Regions from separate parts of the Triticum aestivum genome. Here region 1 is linked to region 2. The links are chromatin contacts, called in public Hi-C maps. All regions are on one chromosome and are shown on one strand. Each heading gives the region's core, a stretch centred on a gene start, on an enhancer-like site or on the middle of the called end of the contact. The rest is flanking DNA. Distances are from core to core; before and after follow the strand shown. Region 1 holds the start of LOC123157254 (U-box domain-containing protein 35). Region 2 holds the start of LOC123158939 (UDP-glycosyltransferase CGT).

Region 1 (6,079 bases), core at 3,472-5,971, 170 kb before region 2:
TTCTTAGTATTTTAAACAACAGTGTTTATCCGATTCTGTGTGTTCCCGTGTATGGTGGCAACAAAGTGAAGAATAGTGGAAAGTTATTATCCGTTTCAAGTTAGCTGAATGTATGGAAAATTTCCAGTAATGTAGCTAATTGGTGACATATTGTGTAATCTTGTGCGAATTAAGCAACATTTGCAAATTTAATTTCCTGCTACAAAATCCATCTAGTCTGCTTCAGATTACATCCATGCAGCAGAACTAAACATGCATCAAATTAAATGAAGCAAGTACAACGTATAGCGACATAAATATCCCAGTAATATTATGTGAATACATTTTTTAGTATTTCTTTTTACAAGTCATTTCTACTAAATAAAAACTACTGCACACTGATCCGATATTGCATTTCTTCTTAATCGCAGATTCTACGTAGCAGAAATCCTCCTTGCTATGGAGTACTTGCACATGCTCGGTATCATATATCGTGATCTGAAGCCTGAAAACATTCTTGTCCGTGATGACGGGCACATCATGCTATCCGACTTCGACCTCTCCCTTCGCTGCACAGTTAGCCCGACTCTAATCAGGCCATCCAATCCTGAAACAGAAGCACTTCGGAAGAGCAGCCAGGCCTACTGTGCTCAACCAGCTTGTGCTGAGCCATCCTGCATGATACAACCATCGTGCACAGCCCCCACAACATGCTTTGGCCCTCGGTTCTTCTCGAAGTCAAAGAAAGATCGAAAGCCAAAGCCTGAAGTTGTCAACCAGGTCCGTCCATGGCCCGAGCTCATGGCGGAACCTAGTGATGCGCGATCAATGTCATTTGTTGGCACACATGAGTACTTGGCCCCTGAGATTATCAAAGGTGAGGGCCACGGCAGTGCTGTTGACTGGTGGACCTTTGGTATATTCTTGTACGAGCTTCTGTTCGGCAAAACACCTTTCAAAGGTTCAGGTAACCGAGCGACTCTGTTCAATGTCATCGGTCAGCCGTTGCGTTTCCCAGAATACCCAGTCGTGAGCTTTTCAGCAAGAGATTTAATAAGGGGCCTACTTGTTAAGGAGCCCCAACAACGATTGGGTTGCAAGCGTGGCGCCACTGAGATAAAACAGCATCCATTTTTTGAGGGTGTGAATTGGGCGTTGATACGCTGTGCGAGCCCTCCAGAGGTTCCGAAGCCTGTCGAGATTGAGAGGCAGACTACAAAGCTGCCAGTGTCAACATCTGAGGCTAGTGCAGCACCTACTGGTGCATCCCAGAAAGGCTCGGATAACTATTTAGAGTTTGATTTCTTTTAGTGAACAGAATGTTCATTTTTTCCATTTGTTTGCATAATTAGAAGTTGTAGGCTTTTCGCATGCATGTGTCTGACAGATGAGTCGTATGTAGATTTTTGTGTCTGTCAAGCTATTTTCTGCTTTGTAGTGAACGAATTGGATGTTTCAAATTTATATTCCCCCACCAGTTTTGAAGTCGCTAATCTTTGTGAGAAGTCTTCGCGTGATGTGCAGAATTAAACTCAGTTTTGTAACAGCTTATGCTGTTGTAAAAAAAGTTATTACTGTCAGCAACTAAGGCACCTTACAGGGCCTTGTTTCGTTGGAATTATCCGGTGTTTTTACCTGCTTGGCCATTGCTGTTGCTCACACTGATGACTGCATCATTGTGTGCACGATCCGACAAGTCTTGCTGAAATACTGTTTGATTAAAATAGGGTAATCATGTGTATGTCAGCTTGCACTACGGCATTGATGCTCACTGATTGTCCTAAATATAGCACAGATGCTCCCTACCAACAATTATGCTACTAATTGATTGGCTACCACTTCTACTTGATCAGTTATGCATGTTGGGCAAAATGTTTATGAAGTCTTAAGACCACAGGTGCATCTAAACCATCTGCATGTTTCCAATTGCAATTGCATTTTTTTCATGCAGCTCCATAACCACTGCAATCAAGTACAAGGCTTCATTACAAAATAAATAAAATAAAATAAGAAAGAACCCCACAGAGATATGCTGAAAAGCTCCATGTACGGTAAATTATCTCATTTGTACACCATGGATTTAGAAGTTTAAAATTCAAAATATGGCAAAACTTTTAATCACAAACTTTTTGCTACCTTAAGATGGCGCATACAGCATTCCAGCTGTGAAAGTGACTGGAACAGCAATCAGGATGACAGGCACCTTAGAAACTTGGGAATCTTCCTTCTTTCTTTGGTTTTGCTATCATTTTTGCCATCAACTGCCTCTATGCTATTGTGATTTGGCGTAGATGATGGCGGTGTCGGGGTGCGAGATCTGCTGTTGTTATTTACAGGGGAAGGTGAAAATGGTGGTGTCGGATCAGCAGTCGTCGCCGCTGCGACTTCCTTGTCATCACAGACAATCTTGACTTCGCAGTAGAGAGGTGCATTCTTCTGTATCTGTCCTGCTATTGTGTTTCCTTTCTTCAACTTCCTGTGCGCATTCAAAATTAAGTAGATATATATTGGCAAGCTGAAGAAAAGTAGGTAAAATCCAGCTGATTTGCATGATTCATGGTATATAGACCTTACCGCAAGTTGGATTTTGCCACCCCAAGTACTAGCTGCTTTATATTCAGAACAGGGATAAGTTCAGCGACCGCATCAGCGATTTGATCACTCTCGATGAGGTACACATCGACGTTAACCTGATCATAATTGGCAACAATGTAAGTTTACTACTATGAAATTTGGCGTGTAAAGTGCAGTAGGTTTTTAATTTATTAATCTATTTATTGCAAAGAACTGATGCAGCCAGTTTACCTGAAAGTTGCGACAGTGGTCCAGAAATTTCTGCAGCATCTCTCGCCTCTTGGATCTCTCTTGGTTCATGTAAGTTTCTACTTGCTCTGGGGTTGCTTGTCTCTTAGGCATCATTCCTACTATTTCAGAAAATTGTTGCCACATGTGTCAGATTCGTCACAACATAAAGACGCCTTTTAACTAAATCTTTGTTGCTCTTCAGTCGTCAAATGATTACATTCAGAAAACTCTGATATTGAGGACATAACTATTAAACCACGCATAGAAAGAAAAAAAAACACGCCAAAAAGAATAAAAAAATCGACATATTTGTGTCTTGGACCTCGTGATATATAGATAAAAAGGTGTAATGGTTTACGAACAAATATGCGTAATATAGCTGTTGAAAGCCTCTATCAGGTTATCGTGTATAAGAAGGATGAAGCTATATATCTCCCTCAAAAAAAAGAAAAGAAGATAAAGCTATATATCAAGAAAAGGAATCTTATTGTTTTGGATTGTTCACACTTCAGTGGCAGGCTAACATCAGAGACTGGTATGCGTCCTATTCTTCTCGGCACCCCCGGAACCTAACGCCTAAAGTTTGGCATCCTCCATACTCCACATATCCATTAGACTTGAGCTAAAAAGTTTGATCTGATAGCTGAGAATATTTTTTTTCATAAAATGATTGTTGAGAATATATACTTGGAAAATGATACCTAGCACAAGCACTATGCCTTTTCTCTACAAGCTCTACCAAAAGCATTCATTCTCTCCCTTTTGTGACTGTCATTGGACATGTACTTTGGCAAAAAGAAAAACATTGGCGATGTAAGATGAGAACTCTAATCTCCTTTTAAGCAAGAACCTGATAACTAACAGCATCAAATTAACCATATAATTGTGCTTGGGAGAACACCATGTCCACCTAGTCAGTATAATTAGCACCGAAAAGTGTGAGTCTGAACAGATCAGTCCATGAAAACCTAGGTCAGCATCAACAACAGTTTAGAACTTCCTCGATTGCAGCTCCTCGACGGGCCGACTTTTTCAATCGTTATTCTTCACGGAAGCTCTGAACCCCTAGCAGCCAGCCAGGTGTGGTGGACTGGCGGTGCCGCCTTTGAAAGTTCCAATCATACAAAGCCAAAACCCTCTTGAGACCAGTCCAAGAACATGACCTTGTTTGCAACCACCCTTTGCCAGCCAATCCCTTGTCTATGTAAACGTTGCTGGGACCCATTGGTGGTCGATCCAAGACCAGACTTGCTTCTACTGTGTTCTTACCAACTGTTTCGGAATGTTAGCCGCCGATCTTAACGTGACACTTTGACTACCGGTAACTTTGTAACTTCTACATTCATGTTGCAAAATCGTCACTGTTCTGGTTATTACCTCATGAAGGCAACTAGTAATAAGATAGCTTCGTCGATCTCGCAATGCTAAGGTGAACAAATATTATAGGAGAAATGTTTGATTCAGGAGGTAGGAAAGGGGGAGAAGAGGGTTGCTTGATTACATGGGGTGGGGATGGTGGCGACGACGGGGAAGACGTGCACGAGGTAGACGAAGCTCCGCGGCCTTGCGAGCTGCGTCAGCGCCCACGACAGCGCCGCCATGCTGGACCCGCCCTTGCCCACCGCCACGTACACGTCGTCGGCGTCAGAGATGGCCGCTGCCCCGGGAGGAGGGGGAGGAGGCGGTCCGGCCGTCCGGTCGTCCGGCTCCAACTCCTCTATCTCCCACGTGCTGTCGCCGTTGTTGGTGCGGTCGTCCACCGCGACGCCGACCGCGCCACGATGATCGTCCCGGACGGCCTCGGCCATGCCTCGATCTTCTTGGCCGGCGGGCCTCCCTGACAGGACAGCAGTACCAGCTAGCTCGTGGTGGAGTATGGAGCTTGGAAATGAGACGGAGCAACGGAGACGAAGGGAGGAGGAGGGCTTTGTGTACTCTGTTTCGTCTCAATGTGGCCAGCTGGAGGGGATCGTGTGTATATGTTCTAGTTTGACTTTTTCCTGAAGATTGCTAGTATATTTTTTTAAATGGCACAACTTTTTTGTTATCCTTTAAACCCCATATATATAAAGATTAGAGCAACTCCAATGGGGCGACCTATTTCGTCCGCCGCCGTCCGTTTGGGTCGGAGCAGACAAAAGAGAAGGCCCAACGCGCCGACCCAAACCCAAATCGAGTCCGCTTCGTGTCCGCGCCGACGCATTTGCGGCCCAAATTTGCACCCCAAATGCGTCGGCGCGGATGCGGAACGGACTCCACGCGTGCCTTCTCGGTGTCCGCTGCGTCCCCACCTGGCGGTTGTCCAACTGCCCGCGGTCAGTCTGATCAGCTTAATTTATGACCTCGGGTCGTTCATTTTTAAGCCGACCGTGCGGCGGGGCCGTCCTCATCCACTTCCAGCCAGCCCCCGTCCCCATCTAGCCACACTCTGCTCCCCCTTCGGCGGCAAACCCTAGCCACCCCAGCAAAGCCAGATGGGTCTCTTCTCCGGTGTCGGCAACAGCAAGTCGACGGGCAAGAACCCCACCATTCCTTTTCCCTCTGAGTTCCTCCAGCCTCCGCCGGTGCCAGCTCGCTGGCTGAGGTAGCGCGTCAACGTGCCAGTGCACCAGGCGGAGTGGCACTGGCAGCACCGCGTGCCTCCCTCGTACCCCGGCGCCACCCTGCTGCACGACTGGCACCTGGATTCGGAGAGGATCCTAGTGCCGGCGACGCCGCGGTCGGCTAGGGCGCACGAGAAGGAGGTGCGGCGCCGGAGCAGCGCCGCGACGCCGCGTACGCCTTTGACTCGTCCAATTGGGCTCGATGGTTCGCCTTCGAGTACGAGGAGGCGAGGCAACGCAGCGTCCGCGAAGTCGACCTAGCGTGCCGCCGCCCCCGCTCGTCGTCCGCGAGGAGGACCAGGAGGCGGCCGTTGCAGCGGTCCTCCGAGAGAGCGAGGAGGACGAGCGGCACAAGGTGGCGGCGAAGGAGGAAGAGGAGGCGGCGTACGAGGCGGCCATGGCCCTCTCCGCGGCGGGCGACTACGTCGTGCCGTCGGTGGCCCTAGCATCCTCGGTCAAAACCGAGCTGGAGCCGCCCCCCTTCGAGCGCTACTCCTGGACGAGAGTAGTGCGCGAGTGGGTCAACGCGACTCGAGCGCGACGCCGAGGACGAGCAGCGCCAGGCCAAGGAGGAGGCGCGTCAAGCCGAGGAGGAGGCACGCCAGGCCGAGGAGGAGGCGCGCCAGGCCGCGCCAGCACAGCTCGCGGCAGCACAGCCAGCGGCCGACATCGCCGCCGCCTGAAACACGGCT
Region 2 (6,600 bases), core at 791-3,290:
CCATCTGGTTTAAATTTTGCTTGTATTGCGGACGAAAGTTTAGGGCAAGCTTTCGATGACCGGCTACATATCAATGTCCACGGATGCAACAAATACCATGTCTTTTTTCGGCCGGCGTTAGAGATGCCCTAACGTAACTTGTAGCTTTATCACGTACTCCCACCGTTGAAAAAAATATAAGAGCGTGTAAATCACTAGTACTCCCTCCGTCCGGAAATACTCGTCGGAGAAATACATAAAAATAAATATATCTAAAGCTAAAATACATCTAGATACATCCATTCCTCCGACAAGTATTTCCGGACGGAGGGAGTACTTCTTTACAGAGGAACGTATATTTGTCGTTGGTTTTTGTGACAGCGTGTTCATTCTGACATTCTCTCCTTACATTTGTTCAGCTTCCAATAAATGGGAGATCCTTTGTTTAACAACAGTCGAGGTATACAGCAATTATTCCGTGTTCATGCTTCTTCGAAATGTAGCCATGTCGTATTACTTGCTGACGCTCAGATCCCGGCAACGTTGCACGAATTGGGCCAAGCTCCGGTAGCTCGTGCCGCCGTCGGCGACTGCCTTCGCCGCCGCATCCTGGACGCTTACCGCCTTATTCCTCACTGTCTCGTCCGCCATTACAGCCTTCACCTTCTCCGCGATATTCTCCCCGCTCACCACTCCCTCCTCCCCCTCCCAGCTCCACCGCTCCTCCCAGACGCCGAGCCCGCTGCGCGCCACCACGCCGGCGTTCACCCGCTGGTCCCCGAACCTCGGCCACGCCAGAACCGGCAATCCGTTCGCCGCCGCCTCCGTGACCGAGTTCCAGCCGCAGTGGCTGATGAACAGACCGATGGATTCCTGCTTCAAGACCTCTTCTTGCTCCACCCAACCCTTGGTCACCATGCCCCGCCCGTGCACACGCTCCAAGAACCCTTCGCCGAGCAGCTCGCTGAGCTCGGCCTCGTCCTCTCTGTCCACGACGGTGCTTTTCACCACCCACAGGAACCGGTGGCCGCTCGCCTCGAGCCCGACGGCGAGCTCCTTGAGCTGGTCCTTGGATATGGCCTTGCGGCTGCCGAAGCTGACGTACACCACCGATCTCGTCGGCTGCGCCTCGAGCCACCGCATGTAATCAGCTTGATTTTCCGGCGGTTCACCTGCCGAAAAGCTCACCGGAGCGAGTGGCCCAACTGAGAAAACCGGTGGGAACCCGGCAGCGACGGAGCCATCCCGGAGTGCAGATATGGCTTCTGGCTCGAACTCGTCGAAAGAATTGACCAGGAGGCCGTCTGATTTCGCGAGCTCCCGGCCGTTGGCGACGAACTGCCGGGTGAAGAGGTGCTCGGGGTGGTGCAGAGCCTGCGGGATGGAAGCCTTGGGGACGCGGTACACGCCGGGGATGTCGACGTCGCCGACGGGGCCGCCGGCATTCGCGTCGAGGTAGGCGGGGAAGTGGACGCACAGGGAGAGCATCGCGGCGGAGGCGGTGAACAGGACGTAGCAGGGGAGGCGGAGCTCCCTGGCGACGGGTATGACGACGGAGGCCAGCGCGATGTCCGTCACGAGCGCCGACGCGCCGGCACCGGCGAGGAGCGGGCCGAGGAGAGGCGCGGAGCGGCGCATGGCCTCGAAGCGGAGGAAGAAGGGGTCGGCGCCGGGGAACTCGGACGCGTCGAACCGCGCGAGGTGGAAGTCGAGGCGGCGCACGGCCGGGCACGCGCCGAACAGGGCATCGAGGTGCGCGGACTCGGCGGACGACACGGTGGGGAGCACGGTGACGACCGAGACGCCGCAGCCGTGGTCGGAGGAGGAGAAGGACACAGCGAGGCGGCTGAACGGGACGAGGTGGCCCATCCCGGCGCTCGGGAGGAGCACGACATGGGGCAGGGCGCCCGAGCCGTCGCCGGAGGTCGGCATTGCCGTCGAGACCGTGGAGGTTTTCTCGTTGCTGGAAGTGCGAGGAGCGTGGATGCTCTGCTCTTTTTGGCTGGCTCGTGCAGGGCAGGAGGGATAAAGCTCTGCCAAGTCCAGGTGGCTTAATACTAGAGGGCCTCGTTGTTTTGGGAGATGTAGCAGTGCTCTGCGCCGCACGACTCAACAACCAGTTCAGTAGTACAGTAGTCCACAAGCGAATTGCCAGCCAGCGGCGCAGTAGTTGCAACGTCCGGACAGATATACCTGCACGTCGTGTGTGTGAAGTGTGAACTTCATTGCGGAAACGAAGAAGATCTCCACGACCACAAGAACACTGTTCCGCAACTCATGCCGGCGAGTCCGGTTCAGGGTTGCGGAGCGGGAGCGAACGTCGTAGTCGATCATACACAGGTACAGAAAGTAAGTTGACACACAAAAGTAGAGGGGAGTCTTTCTTTATTAATCAACATCAACTGTACATCCACAGGGTGCTCTCCTCCTCATATATCTAGGGATGGAGGAATAAGTGCCTACTTTAACGTTAAGTGGAGGGACTTGGTCTATAATGGGCCAATGACTTGTTCCATCTAAGGCCCAAGTTTCCCAACAAACACAACAGATGACCAATTGCACGATAGGACTGAAGCACCACTGCATCCGCAGGAAACAGCACCTGTATTTTCATTATTCGGCCACGTCAGCAGGGAAGCAGCTTATACAGGACTGCACGACACAGCACCCGCTGACACTCCCCACGCAAAACAAAACCCCAGCAAACAAAAAATACACTGGACATAGCTGGTAATCCTTGTTGGAAATAACCAACATCTTTTAGAGAATCGCTTGTGACCGGTGCGCCGGCCCAAACTTCGGCCGGTCTTGTTCATCACGCAGTGCTGCCTAATCCACTCGCGTGGCTCCTTCTCCAATCGTTTTCTTCGGCAAACTCTTCCGAGCAGGCTCCCATGGCGCCGCCGTGAGCTACTCCAACGCCGTTGCCATCTCGTTGGCCATGACCGCTATCTCCCAAGCTGCTTCGTCCACCTCCCACCATTGGATGCGACCGCAAGCTGCTTCGTCCACCTCCCGTTATTGGTCGCATTCGACGGAAGACGCTGCTACAACCATCGAAATCAAAAGCTGGAACTAGGTATTGCAAAAGCTACTACCGGCAAAGAAAATGCTGGAACCAGCAATCAAAACATGGGATTGGGAGATGAAATTGCTACAACCGACAAATAGAAAGCTGGAGCCGACAAAGCTGCAACCGGCTAAATCGAAAACAAAGCTATACCAGGAGCACGGCGGCCTTGCAAAAATAATGGTGTTGCATCCACAGCAGTTGCTGGCAACGGCCGTCGCGGCCAACGAGGTCTTGAATTTGTTACAACCGGCAACCGCAAAAGCTACCATCGGCGATTTTTTTTTGCTTCGACAGACATGGATGGGGATCCTCAATTTTGTTACAACCGGCAACCAGAAACGATACCACAGGGCGAGTTTTTTAGCTACATCCGTTCATGGATTAGCTGCAAGCCGCGACAGGCGGTAACGGCGTTTTGCTGCAACCGCGTTTGGGTCTTGCTACCACTGGTGATGATTTTTGCTACATCCACGCATTTTGGTTGGAACCACGAACTGACAGAAATTCTGGACCCCGTGAACACACAAGCTCCCCGGCAGTGACCACGACCAGGGTAGGAGGTGTTGCAGCTGCAGCCGGAATCTCGACTAGCAGATGCTGGAAGCGGCGACAGCCGGTGCTAAGAGCCACATCGGCAAATGTTGCATGTGTCGATGGCCGGCGGCGATGGAGTTGTGTGGCTTCATCATCCAGCTGCGGCGAAGGCGCAACCTGATGCGACGGAGGGCGACGGGTGGCCCGCGGTGCGGGAGACTACTCCCAGAGCAGGGGATTTTTTTTCTGGAGGGGATCTCGCGGGCTCGTGGTGTTGGGAGAACGAAAACGACGCGCGGGCGGGGGGGGGGGGGCAGCTAGCGGAATCGAGCAGCCAGGAACGTGCGAATCGGGCGGCTGGCATACGACCGGCCCAACCGTTCGGCCGGCGCGCCGGCGCCTATCACTGCCCCATCTTTTATAAGCCGGCACAACTGGGCACACTTTCTGCCCTCTAACGCACTTAGGCCTCGGTTCATAGGATAGGAATAACATAAAAATAGGAAAAATCCTACACGCTATCTCCCGTCAGATTTGTTGCACGAATTTTGGCAAATAGAAAAGCTGGTGAACGTTAGAATTCTGGTCCCTCATTTTTTTCCTCCTGTTTTTTTGAAAAATGGCAAATTGTGTTCTTTTTTGCTTAGGATACATGGCATTTCTTCTAAAAAAATCAACATGGCAGTTTTTATATTTATTGAAACTATGTTCACAAGTCAAATTTGTTTTTGTACATGGCAGTTTTTATATTTTTTTGAAACTATGTTCACAAGTCAAGCTTGTTTTTGTACAACATGGCAGTTTATTAATATTAGGGATGAAATTTATTATTGCGGATGACATTCTTTTTCAGTGGCATGGCTGTTTTGTTGTTAAGCGCATGGCATGTTTGTTTTTATAAATGGCATGCCAATTTTTTTCTAAGTGCATGGCATTTTTGTTAATAATAGGTGGCATCTTTATTATTTGAGAGGATGTCATTTTTAATGTTGAGGTGATGGCATTTTTATTTTTAATGGCATGACAATTTTTATTGCTAAGGACATGTAATTTTTTATTAGTAATAGGATGCCATTTTTATTATTGAGAGGATATCGTTTCATCATTGAGAGGATGGCATTTTTATTGTTAATGGTGTGGCAATTGTCATTGGGGCTTATGTAGACATACTTTTTTTATCTAGTGGATGGCATTTTATAGAGTAGCATGACAATTTTCACATATTCAGAGCATGGCATTTGATAAATTTATATGATTTAGTTTGTTCATGGCATTTTCTACCTAGAGAGGTGGCAATTTTTAATTATGTATTTTTCATGTAGAAATATCCAGGCTCGAGATATAATTTGTTTTTTGCGGCCCGTTAATGCATTTTTTGGGCCAGATGAGGTCACGCTGGGACCCACTACAACGAATGTACAAGGAGAGGACCTTCCATTCTGTGGTTTCCCGTCTCCCTAGTAGAGAACAAAACGATCGCGCGAGGCTGGCTATGAGCTGACGGTAGCCAGATATTAGGGACCTTAATTCATAGTTAAGATTTTTTTTCAACAGTTCATGCTAAATTTTTTCTTAGAAATGTAAAGGATAAGAATCAATCCTACATCAAAATGAGAATTCACTCTTAGTAGCCAAAAGGCTCTAAAGAAAATTTTCATATAAAAATCTACAAGCAAAAAACCAAAGAGGCCTTAGCGTTTTGGCCATCCAATCGAGAATCTGCATCGTCTTGCCGTCGGACCTTTGATCTAACGCAACACTTCTCACTAACTGGGCCGCACGTCCTAAAGGGTCGCTATTCCCGTCGAAAATTTGTTTACCCCTAGTTATCAAGGCCTACTTCCCGCATGAAGTCCACGAGTAACTCCTCTCTTGAGCCCTCCCTTTGCGCATTCCCTACTCAATGCTCCTTGCATCAAACTGGGCAGAACCTATAAAACACCCGTGTGCGTCCGTTCGTCGCTGCTTCACTAAAGCGAAGGGAGCGAACTAGGCGCACGGGCCGGCCCACTTCAAGCGAGACCTGGTTTTGGGAACCTTCTAGTCCCTCCGTTCCTAAATATTTGTCTTTTTAGAGATTTCAAATAGACTATCACATACGAATGTTTATAGACATATTTTAGAGTATAGATTCACTCATTTTGCTCTGTATGTAGTCACTTGTTGAAATTTTTATAAAGACAAATATTTAGAAATGGAGGGAGTAGTAGGTTCCCTGAACCGGGTTCTTTTGTATTTTTTTTCCTGTTTCTATTTGTTTACCTTTTGTTTCCTTTTTCTGTTTCTGTTTCTTTTCTTTTATTTTATCCTTTTACGTTTTACTTTTATACTCCCAATTTTTGTAGTTAGTACTTTGTTTTTGAGAAAATTGTTTGAATTCCATTTTTTTTCATGATTTCAAAAAAAATCATGGATTTAAAATTTTGTTCACTTTAAAAAAATGTTCAGCGTATATCACAAAATGTTCAATATGTATTTAATATTTGTTCAATGTATATAACAAAATTGTTCAATTTGTAGTTAAAATTGTTCAACATATATTACAAAAATGTTCAATGTATATTTAAATGTGTGCATCATATATCAAAAAAATTACACTCTGTAGTTAAAAATTGTTTGGCCTATTTTCACAAAAAATTCTTGAAACTTATAAAAATTGGATTTTAAAATTTTGCCCGTGGTCAATAATTGTTCACGTTTTTTTTTGCAAACATCACGTTTTAAAATTTTGTTTGAGAAAACATTATTCATTTCTTGAAGGAATGATTAAAAGATGAATCTACCGCTGCACATAAGACCTATTCTTGAGCGCTGTAGTCCAACATGTGGTCAGTCGCTATTTTTTCAACGTATGGATGTGTCGCAGGTTCGACTCTCGAACGCTGCATTTTTTTCGTGGCATCTGTCTTTAGAATGGGCCGGCCCGTTTTGCGCGAATTCTTCAGCGGAAGCTGCTCGTTTTTGACGCACACGAGCGGGAACTCCTATATGTCTCGCTCGGGAGCTCCTAACCG

The links. Hi-C and Micro-C count contacts between places; a contact is called where the count stands out from the background.
Region 1: a Hi-C map of leaf shows a contact between it and region 2, with 4 times the contacts expected there. The contact joins the promoter of LOC123157254 here to the promoter of LOC123158939 in region 2. A contact is called at or near these places in 2 of 5 Hi-C or Micro-C datasets (both in leaf) and 1 of 1 datasets of contacts at active chromatin or transcription factors (leaf).

Annotation. Positions count from the first base shown.
Region 1 is chr7B:147,698,531-147,704,609 of IWGSC CS RefSeq v2.1, reverse strand. It overlaps LOC123157254 (U-box domain-containing protein 35), which reads right to left and starts at 4,721. Exons shown (of 4, transcript XM_044575515.1): 1 at 4,286-4,721; 2 at 2,785-2,903; 3 at 2,554-2,669; 4 at 1,897-2,455. The coding sequence starts at 4,592. The coding sequence ends at 2,167. LOC123157253 (protein kinase G11A) reads left to right here. Exons shown (of 4, transcript XM_044575514.1): 4 at 411-1,484. The coding sequence ends at 1,290.
Region 2 is chr7B:147,521,733-147,528,332 of IWGSC CS RefSeq v2.1, reverse strand. It overlaps LOC123158939 (UDP-glycosyltransferase CGT), which reads right to left and starts at 2,040. Exons shown (of 1, transcript XM_044576759.1): 1 at 224-2,040. The coding sequence starts at 1,911. The coding sequence ends at 493.